2 separate regions of the Mus musculus genome follow, and region 2 is linked to region 1. Evidence: chromatin contacts called from public HiChIP or PLAC-seq data. All regions are on one chromosome and are shown on one strand. The core of a region is the stretch at or near the end of the contact, and the rest is flanking DNA. Distances in the headings are between cores, read along the strand shown.

What was found. HiChIP or PLAC-seq counts read pairs in DNA pulled down with a chosen protein or histone mark.
Region 2: an H3K4me3 HiChIP or PLAC-seq map of bone marrow-derived macrophages shows a contact between it and region 1, with 3 times the contacts expected there. The contact joins two enhancer-like sites. A contact is called at or near these places in 1 of 484 Hi-C or Micro-C datasets (the HPC-7 cell line), 3 of 115 datasets of contacts at active chromatin or transcription factors (bone marrow-derived macrophages, fetal liver and stem cell-derived neural progenitor cells) and 1 of 9 other capture datasets (embryonic stem cells).

What each region holds. Positions count from the first base shown.
Region 1 is chr1:151,023,357-151,028,386 of GRCm38.p6, forward strand. No RefSeq gene overlaps it. Among named protein-coding and RNA genes, the nearest start is that of Gm36297, 30 kb to the right of the region's middle. Within about 2 kb of position 1,930, at least 90 of the 459 cell types and tissues checked have an H3K27ac peak or open chromatin away from gene starts, as enhancers often do. A contact at or near this core is called in bone marrow-derived macrophages, where this site is marked.
Region 2 is chr1:151,283,244-151,288,273 of GRCm38.p6, forward strand. No RefSeq gene overlaps it. Among named protein-coding and RNA genes, the nearest start is that of Gm46162, 34 kb to the left of the region's middle. Within about 2 kb of position 1,993, at least 24 of the 459 cell types and tissues checked have an H3K27ac peak or open chromatin away from gene starts, as enhancers often do. A contact at or near this core is called in bone marrow-derived macrophages, where this site is marked.

The DNA.
Region 1 (5,030 bases), core at 680-3,179:
CACTGCAAATGACAGAAATGACAAGAAATTGTGAGATTCTGTATAAAGAGAGTGAGTATTGCCTGCTATGAGTTGTGAAGAAAGAAACAGTCAGAGGTAGGTGGTGTGTAAGCACATGAAAGTAAGAAACACTCCAGGAGTCAAGTCTCTGTGTTCAAACGAAAAGTTTTAACCCATGGGGTGGTGTACACTGGGCTTCTTCGGCAGGACCTGATGCTGAAAGAGTCTGTGTGACGCAGACAGCACTGTTGGCTGTGAAGCCGGTGTTAGCCTCTCTACCCTGCAGCTGTCTCTTGTCAGAGTATGCCTGGGCCTAGCAAACATAGAAGTGGATGCTCACAGTCGGCTATTGGATGGATCACATGGCCCCCAATGAAGGAGCTAGAGAAAGTACCAAAGAAGCTAAAGGGATCTGCAACCCTATAGGTGGAACAACATTATGAACTAACCAGTACCCCGGAGCTCTTGACTCTAGCTGCATATGCATCAAAAGATGGCCTAGTCGGCCATCACTGGAAAGAGAGGCCCATTGGACACGCAAACTTTATATGCCCCAGTACAGGGGAACGCCAGGGCCATAAAAGGGGAGTGGGTGGGTAGGGGAGAGGGGGTGGGTGGCTATGGGGGACTTTTGGTATAGCATTGCAAATGTAAATGAGCGAAATACCTAATAAAAAATGGAAAAAAAAATTAAAAAAAAAAAAAAAAAAAAAGAAAACCTAAAGAGTGAACTGTAAGATGTCACGTGTCTGGTTTTCTCAGACCAAATTAAACTGGCTATGTGTTGAGATACATTCTGCAAACCTCCACAGTGGTCTAAGGTTGCAAAGCCCTGGGTTCCTTATTTCTACTTGTGCGTCTGTGTGCGTGCGTGTGCATGTGCGTGCGGGTGTGTGTGCGTGTGTAACAATAATTATTATAGGAAAAGACACCATCAATTTGAGAGGGAGTTGGGGGTGGCATATAGGAGGAGCTGGAAGGAAGGAAGGGGAAAGCCATACAGTTACGCTTTAAGTTTTCTTTAAGTGCTCCATAACGGACCCAGAGGGAAAACTCAATCTAAAGTACACCCAATCTATCAGGTTTACTTTGCTTGGCTGCGGCAATGGATGACGTACCATGCAAGTGTCAGTAAGAACTGAAAACTCTTGCTTCCTTTTCGGATGAGTGGGCTTCCTCAGTTTCCCCATTACTCAACAAACCCTCATGTCTAATTCACAAATTTCAGAAGCTTCATTGTTTTCAAAGTAATCTAAATTTCTTCTCGTGAAAACATTTTTCCCCTATAGAAACAAATAAGAGAAAGGAAAAAGATAACCTAAAACATAAAATCTAGGAAACACGGGGCTGGAAAGATGGCTCGGCCATTAAAAGCCAGGCTCCCATCCAAAAGTCTAGGAAATAGAAATAGAACGCTGTGACTGTTCTAACTCGGTGTGCTTTCCCTTGGTTTAGATGTCATAGAACCGGCGGGGGCGGTCACTTAGCCTCAGCTTCTGGTAAAATTCTTGAAAGAAATCCTAGAAGATCTTTTGGGGGGCAGGGTATTGGTGCTGTTTTGTTTGTTTGTTTTGCTGCACTGGGAGAACCCTTGAGTGAAAGGGTTTTCTCCATGCCCACTGCAGTTTCTAAGCCCTCGTCTGCAAGTTATTAGAGGTTTTGATTACCTCTGTCATGAAAAAGAGAAAAGGTAACCAGGTGACCACAGACTGCAATGTCGGGACTTTCAGCCTCTAGGTGGGAGCCCTGCCCTCATTCCTCAGAACAGACTTTCTCTTATCTCAGGTACCTGCCCACTAAAACCGGTTGAGGAAAGTTGAAAGTGGTTTGCTTAGATAAGCATCAAAGTTTGGGATGCCGATCTGTACCTAGGAGACCTTTGATCCTGTGCACTCTGGTTTAGAAATCAACCCGGAATGTTATCTAACAAGAAGGATTTGTCTCTTCCGCCTTTCTCTGGTCTCAGCGAGCCCGGAAATACCAAGAGCAGCCTCTGCGGTGCTTCAGAACTTCCACTTCCTGTTATGGAGGAAAGTCGAAGCGGAGAGACGCAAGACTGTCAACCGGAGAGAACAATCCACCACAACATCCCGATTAAATTTAGTTCAAATGCTCCCTGTTTACTTAAGCAGCCTATGTGCCCTGTTTTAAACTAAAAACGGGCAGGAAGCTTTCATATTGCTAAACTCGTGCTAGCTCTCTGGGGAAGCGGAGAGGATGAGACACCCCCTCCTGGAGCAAGCTCTGGGCTGTCATCCCATGTCAAGTGATCAGCCACTAACCTGACAGTGTGGCTATCGGTTCTCAAAGAGTGCATTAGAATCTTAGAATCATAGGGAGATGTGGACAAGAGGGAAACGCTAGGCCCGTACAATCCCTCTCCATTCCAGTGCCTGATCTATCCAGTATTGAGTCAAATAGCATCTCTAGCGCTTTCTCAGGGGATACCTAGTCACTGCTCTAAGTAGTTTTTAGTATAAATGCTGGAATATAGGGAGTTGTTGACCAGGGAGCTCCCAGAAGCTTCCCAAATAAAACAGGCTCTGCCCTTACTCTTCTTGCCTGAGAAGCTAGATGGTAAGAGCCTTTCACAAGAACAGCATACACAGGGCACAGAGAAGTCAGACGGGAACCAATCTGGACGCTTCCTCTCTATTAGTTAGCATTCATGGTAGCCGATGGTTCTATACTGTCTGCTAGAGAAAATTCATCTATGGCCTTTCCCAGCTGTGAGACCTGAAGGCTACAATACCCACCTGCCAGACGAGATCTGACTACTGGTACAATAGTGACATGGCTTTGAGAGCCGTGAGTGATATGACACTTTCTGACTGGCTCTGAAGCTGATCCACTGGTGGCCACCCATGTGCTTACTGGAGCAGTAAGCCTATGACTGCATTTGAAGAGGAAGCCGTGAAAACCTTCATGTTAAATTTTACCCTCTCAGTAGCAAAAGTGTTTTATGCCCATATCGACCACCAAATTGGGGGGGGGGAGGGGAGAGAGAGAGAGAGAGAGCATTCCCTGCATTCGGTACTCACTCTTCCCTAATATTTACCCTTTCTTGTTCTTTTTCTTCATTTTATGCTGTACCTACATATATACATATATGCTCAGGATTTTGAATGCCAGTTCTAACCATATGTTGCTTAAGTTGTAAAGACTTTAGTTCTGGTTGACTTTGGTATGCCACTTTTTTTTTTATTTAATTGCAAGGTCTTTTTTTATAATAAAGTTTATTTTATAAAAGAAAGTTAATATGTTTTCTTTGGAAATTGTAAACTATAAATAACGTTAGAATTTTTAACAACTATATACATGTGCATGAGTGCACACACATTTACACATATCAATATCTATAAGTCTGTTATATGCATAGCAGGGTCTTAATGTTTATTTACTGAACATATTAAGGTAGTTTTTAATTTATAAATGTAGAATCACAATGTGCGCACAAGTTGCTTTTTAATTGAAATATTTATCATTCAAATATTTTATTACTAAAGAATATATTTTTATATATAATATATATGTTCTTATAAATATTACATATACGTGTGTGTGTGTGTGTGTGTCTGGTGGGAGAGCACTATTACTACAGATGTTTTGATGAATCGACATGTGGCCAAACTGCCTTCTAAATATGCATTGTTTAGACCCATAGATTACTTCTGTTCTCAGCCTTGATTAAAGATGATTCTTTTTACAAGAGGTGACAGGTAATGCAGAAATGTGTAATTGGTCAAAGTGCTAAAATCAGCGACTGTTGAGTTCTCAGTCCTACACAGGACAGTTATAACACACACCTGCAAACCCAAGATACCACAGTGGAAGAAGGAGCAGAGGTATCCTAAGAATCAGAGGATGGGGAGGGGGCTATGAAACGAGGTATTCTGGGAATAGCACAGCCAGGACAACCATGAACACACCGCAACCGTGGTTGTCTGCACAAGACCTGCACCAAAAAAGACATGAAGGGCAAGGGGACTGGTTGGGAGTAAGAAGGGAGTGAGCAGAAATTGGATAGAACAAGAGCCTGAAGTGGGGTGAGTGTGACCATTTGTCAAGAGCCATCTGGGAAAGACTATACAGCAAGTGAGTTCTGGAGATGGCCTGTGACGGGTGAGCTCCGAGGCACGGTCTCAGGATTGCTTCTTCTTGTTGTTACGTCTTTCCTGTCGTTATTATATAGTCTAATGATTCCTGGGCATTAGTTACCCTATTGGACAGATATTCTGCAGGTCGATGAAGATGTAGTTTCTTGTAGTAACACTATGTCGACAAACTGATGAATTCATAATTCCTAATGATGATTCTATAGAATTCCTAAATTTATACAAGTAAATTGGGCCCTCCATAGTATGAAAGTTGCAACTAGAGTTCTGTAAGCCTTCAGGTGCTGTGGGATAATTGCACTATGATAAGAAAATAGGCTTAAGGCAAATTTGTGATCAAGGAAAAACATTCATTCTAGGTCAGATCCAAGGACAAAGCCACAGGTGAGGACTATGATAAAGTGAGGCCATGTGACACCATTGCTTTGAATTTATAATGAGCTTATAGAATGAAACACTGCTTTGAACCTAACATCAACACTCTTCTGTAACTCCCCTTTTATGTAATATTTTATCTATGAGGTGATTTTCTAAAGAACTTTTGTCTAAGAAAAAAAAAAAAAGCCGGAAAAATAAGGTGGTGGCTTGAGGGGCTCTGCCCCATCCATCCAAATGCATATATGTATGTGTTTTTTGTCTATATGTATGTACATATAGGTACGTGTGTGTAAGTATGCATGAACACTTGTGGAGCTGATGAAACAGGTGGTCGGGCCTGACCAGAATATGTGTGTGTGTATGTGTGTGTGTGTGTGTGTGTGTGTATGAATATATGTATGTCTGTGCCTGTTGCCTGCATAAAAGATTTTCTTTTTGTATGCATGACTTTCTTTTCCTTCTAGAGAGAACATGTGCCAGGCAGGCTTACACACATGAGTGAAACTGACAAAATAGTTAAAGAAAATGGAGAAACCT
Region 2 (5,030 bases), core at 743-3,242, 260 kb after region 1:
CTGAAGTCAGGCGTGCCATGTCACAGAAAATAGAGTAGGGGTTCTCTGGTTCACACTCAAACTCAGCCAACAGCACTTGACTGGCCCTTAGTGAGTACAGGAGTATCAATCACAGAGTGAACAAATGTTTATGTGAATAAACAGGTGATGCAGAAGCTATATGCTGTGGAGTTGGGAAGAGCAGAACTCAAACCCTGCTTTCTGCCTCAGCTCTGCTCTTCCCTTGACAGTCTTTCTCCAGCAAGCTGATTCTCTGAACCCCACCATACCCTCTCAATGCCTCGAAAGGAAGCTGTGAGCATTAAATGAGAAAAGGTAGCACACAGTAGGTACTCAGTAAACAGTGGCTATGTAGAGAGCTCCCTCATGATAGAAATTGCAAAAAGTACAGGGGAAAAAAGTAGAGGGAAAAAAATCTTACATTACCTCTAAGTGTAGGGGAGAACTGAAAATTTTCAAGGTTTTAAGCTTCTTTAGTCTGATAAAATCACATTCTTAGCATATTTTAAGATTTTACTTGAGTTTTCTGTCTATATTTCAGATAAGCAGAAGTCCTCAATTATCATTTCACAGTGATTATATTAATGCCTTTTATTGTGCATGTGTATGTGCATGTGTTGGCTGTGTGTGTGTGTGTGTGTGTGTGTGTGTGTGTGTGTGTGTGTGTATGCCCACTCACAGGCCAGGGCACAAGTGAGGAGATCAGAGGACAATGCATTACTTGGTTCTCTCCCTCTACCACATGGGACCTGGAATGAACTAAGGCTTGGTGGAGGTAGCAAATGCAGAGCTATCACATGTGTGGGATTTCAAATGTGTAAAACCAAGAACCGTTAACATTAATAATTTCAATGAGCTTTTAACTTACCAATATTTATTTTTGTGTATGCGTGCTCTGTGTGTGTGTATGATCTACATGTTTGTCTATTAGGACAAGATTGGTCCATGACATGGTATGGAGGTCAGAGGGCTGAAGAGATGGCTCAGCAGTCCAGAGCACATTATCCTCTTGCAGAGCATTCAGCTCCCAGCACCTACATAGGGCAACTCACAACTGCCTGGATCTCCAACTCCAGGGAACCCAGCACCTCTGGCCTCTGCAGACACTCACAGGCACATATACATGCCTGCATACAGACCAACACACATGCACGTAATTAAATATAATAAAAATGAATGTTTTTAAAGAAGTGAGATGACTTCAAGGGTAAATGCAATCAGAAAGTGCAATGAAGAAACACTAGCTACAGGCTTGGAGCACCGGTGAGGTAGGATAGGGAGAGCAGGGAAGACACTGGCAAGAGACATTTGATCAGATACCTCAGTAGCAAAGAGACAGAGACCTGCAAACAGAGTGGGTCTGGAATTGGAACTGAATGGAAGAGGCCCACAGACAGAGAATGAGTTCAGATGGAGAAAGGCAGAAGAAAGGCCAATGTGCCCGCAGGAGAATGAGAGAAGGCGGGCACCGGTCGGTTACCTCCTTCACTGGTGATCTGTGTTGAACTGTCAAGTGGAGAATAGAGGTGGAAAGTCCTGCTCTCATAAAGCTCTCATAAATCTTAGTGAGGAAGAAGGGGGAAACACTCTGCAATGCCTGCTATGTCAGCCTTGATTCTCCACTGCGACCAGGAGCGAGTGATATCTGTCAATAGCTAGAGATACTTCTGGCTATCACAACTTGAAGATGGATGGATGTTCAGTAGATAGGGATATCTCTAAAGACACAACTCAGCAAAAAAGAACTATCCCCAAATATCTAGAGCCAAAGTTGAGGAACTTTAATATGAGATGGTGACAAGAATTTTGTCTGTCTGTGTGTGTGTGTGTGTGTGTGTGTGTGTGTGTGTGTGTGTGTGTGTGTGCGAGCGCGCGCATAGGGATTAGCTTGGCTGTGGTGAGCCACAGTGGTTCGTCTCTAAGCTCAGCATTTGAGAGGCTGAGATATGAGGATGGCAAGTTTGAAGCCTGAGCCACATAGAGAGGCCTGACTCAAAGCAAAACCTGGAAAGAGGAAGACAAGGGAGTAAGGGACACCTACAGCAAGAGCATCACAGGGCAAGGACGTGATGACTAACCATGGTTGTCAATGCAACTGGGTCTAGAATCAGCTAAGAGACGGGCCTGTGGGGACTTTTTCTGGTGAGAATTAGCTGAGAGGAATGACCCTCCCCTAGAGTGGGTAGCACCTTCTAGCTCTGGCCCGTAGAGAAGGAGGTTTCAGGGGAAAAGTTGCTTTTTGCCTGCTGGGCTTTACTTCTTGCTTACAAGGCGTCTACACTGTTGCTTCTCCTGCTGCTGCTAACCTATACCTACATCAGAACCCAGCTCCCTGCCCTTGCAGCATTAACTGAAGAGCAGTGGCTCTCCAAGAACCCTCCAGGCCTTCAGCTCATGGTTGGGATTCTGGGTTATCAACCCTCGAGGATGAAGCAGTTATCAGGTTCTCGGGCTCCACCCTGAGCAGATGGCTGGGCTGGAGTACTTATTATAGTCCAAGAATGCTAATCCAATCAGTCCTGTGTGTAATATATATTCATTCTATCAGTTCTGTTCTGAGACAGAGGAACATTTTGGGGGGAAGTTCAAAGAGAGCAGAGGGACCAATGTGGTGGTAGCTGGGCAAACAAACTGAAAAGGCTTGCAGGGGTCTGGCCATTTCAAGATCCTGCTTTCCTCCATACTGTTCAGTTTATTTGTTTTCTGAGATAGGGCCTCGTGTAGCCTCAAACTTGCTATATAGCTAAGCCTGGTCTTGAATTCCTGATCCTCCTGCTTACAGCTCCCAAGTGCTGGGTGCTGCTGCTGCTGCTGCTGCTGCTGCTGGCCTATACCTACATCTGAACCCTGATCTCTATATCAGGGAAGTGTGTGTGAAGAGAAGTCAGGGCTGGTAGTCACACAGGGTGCACTGGCTGATAGGTTTTCAAATGCTAGAAACATAGGGTCAAATATTTTACTAGAATAGACATGTCATAATTGCTCATCAGAAGGTTACTTTTAAAACGAGGGACTAATGCTTAACTGCACATATTTTTGTCTTTCAAACTGACTCCCAAACTGAAGGAGTACTACTATCATCTTCTGAGAGAGAAGCGAAAATCAAAATATTTAAAGTAATAATATCATGGATCATGGAGATTGCCTAAAGAGTCCCATAATAAGATAGTTCTTTTTTTTTTAAATCCAATCTTAATACAAACATTAGAGAAGAGGAGGCTAAAGCCTTGTGTATTCAGCCCATGGATTCCTGGAAATTGCCACTTAGGTCTGTAATTAGCACATAGTCACACAGCCAGTCTGGGACATACAAACAATGGAACAATTAATGAACTGTCTCTAATGTCAGAGCTCTCACCTCGGTCTTATTAAGAAATCTAAATCAGAATAAAAACTAATTCTTGGGAAATAAAATTTTCAGGCAGGGGAGAAAGTCTACCTTTTTTAAATATATGCATTCACAAAATCCATCCTATGAACAGTCTATAGTTAGAGCAGATGCCTCTATACATGAAGAACAAAGCAATGGCCCCGTAAGAAAAGGAACATGCCACTGTCCCAAGGACCTGACTTCTGTCCCTGGGGTGTAGGAGACAGAAGGAAAGGATCATCAAGCCATTCTCAGCAACCCATAAGTTGCCTTCTGACCCCACACACATGAGTGCACGTACTCACACAGAAAAATGGAATAAAAATAATTAAAAAAAAAAAAAAGCAAGGCTTTGGTGCCACATTCATAATCCTACCACTTTCAAGAGAAAGACAATGGGGTCTGAGCCAGAGTAAGACATCCTGTCTCTCTCTTCCATTCTTCATTTTGTAATTTTTTTGTTTGTGTTTTGTTTTGTTTTGTTTTGCTTTGCTTTGCTTTGCTTTCCAAAACAGGGTTTCTCTGCATAGCCCTGGCGGTCCTGGAACATGTTTTATAGATGAGGCTAGCCTTAAACTCAGAGATCCACCTGCCTCTGTTTCTGGAATGCTGAGATTAAAGGCGTGCACCTCCACAGCAACTACTGCCACCAACCAGCTGATGCTATCTGTTCAAAGCAGTAAAATGGCAAAAAAAAAAAAAAAAAAAGTAAAGTTTGGCACTAAACTCAAAGATGAAATGCCAGCCCTGATTAGGAGAGGTAAAATAAGCTCTCTAACCACCTCCTCAGCAGCCAGGAGGGAAGTGGACAGGGGAGCAGACGGTTTGATGCCTTAATTTGTCCAAGATGTTTATCTCGGGCAAAAAACGAGCCACCATTGAGAAAGCTGCTGTTTGGCCCGATAGACTCTCCTTTTTCCCATAAGGAGAATGAACTGTGCTTTGCCTGAAGAGGCCACACCAATCTTAGCGCACACTCACAAACGTACACGTTTATTTCCATGGAACGCAGGAAGGTTGAGACCTGCCAGGGCTCCAACACAAACAGGAAGAGAAACAGCAGAAAGGGAAGGAAGCTGGCGCAGACATCGTTGAGTCAGGGTGAAGGGACAGCATCCTGCCCGTGGCTCAGCCTCGTCCCTGTCACTTCCCTCTGTGTTCAGCAAGCAAGTGCAGAAAGACGGAGCCACCTCATGTCTGGCTTAGTCTGAGGTAGGGGGAAAGGAACAGTATGCACTCACAGTGAGTGTCTCAGACTTCAGATCTCTGCTGTTCAGGAGTGCTATCATGCTATCTATGTTGGGAGCTGCAGAGATGGCATGCATGTGGTACAGAGACAGACATGTGCACAACACCCACAAATTTAAAAAGAAATGCATAATGCATTATGTCCTCTGACTAGGCCCTGGGTTGGCTCTCAGTGCACGGGGGGGGCGGGGGGGGGGAATACAAAAACTTCTTATTTGGTTACAATTTTCCAAAATGAGAATGATTTGTGTCTGATTCTAGAATTCTACCTCATTCATCCTCCATAAAAATTACTCTAGAGACAGAGAATATGGTTTGCTGGTATGATGGTTAGAGTCAATTTAACAGAATCTGCAGTCAACTGGGAGATAGACTCCCAAGTATGACGACGAGAGATTATTTTGGTTACATT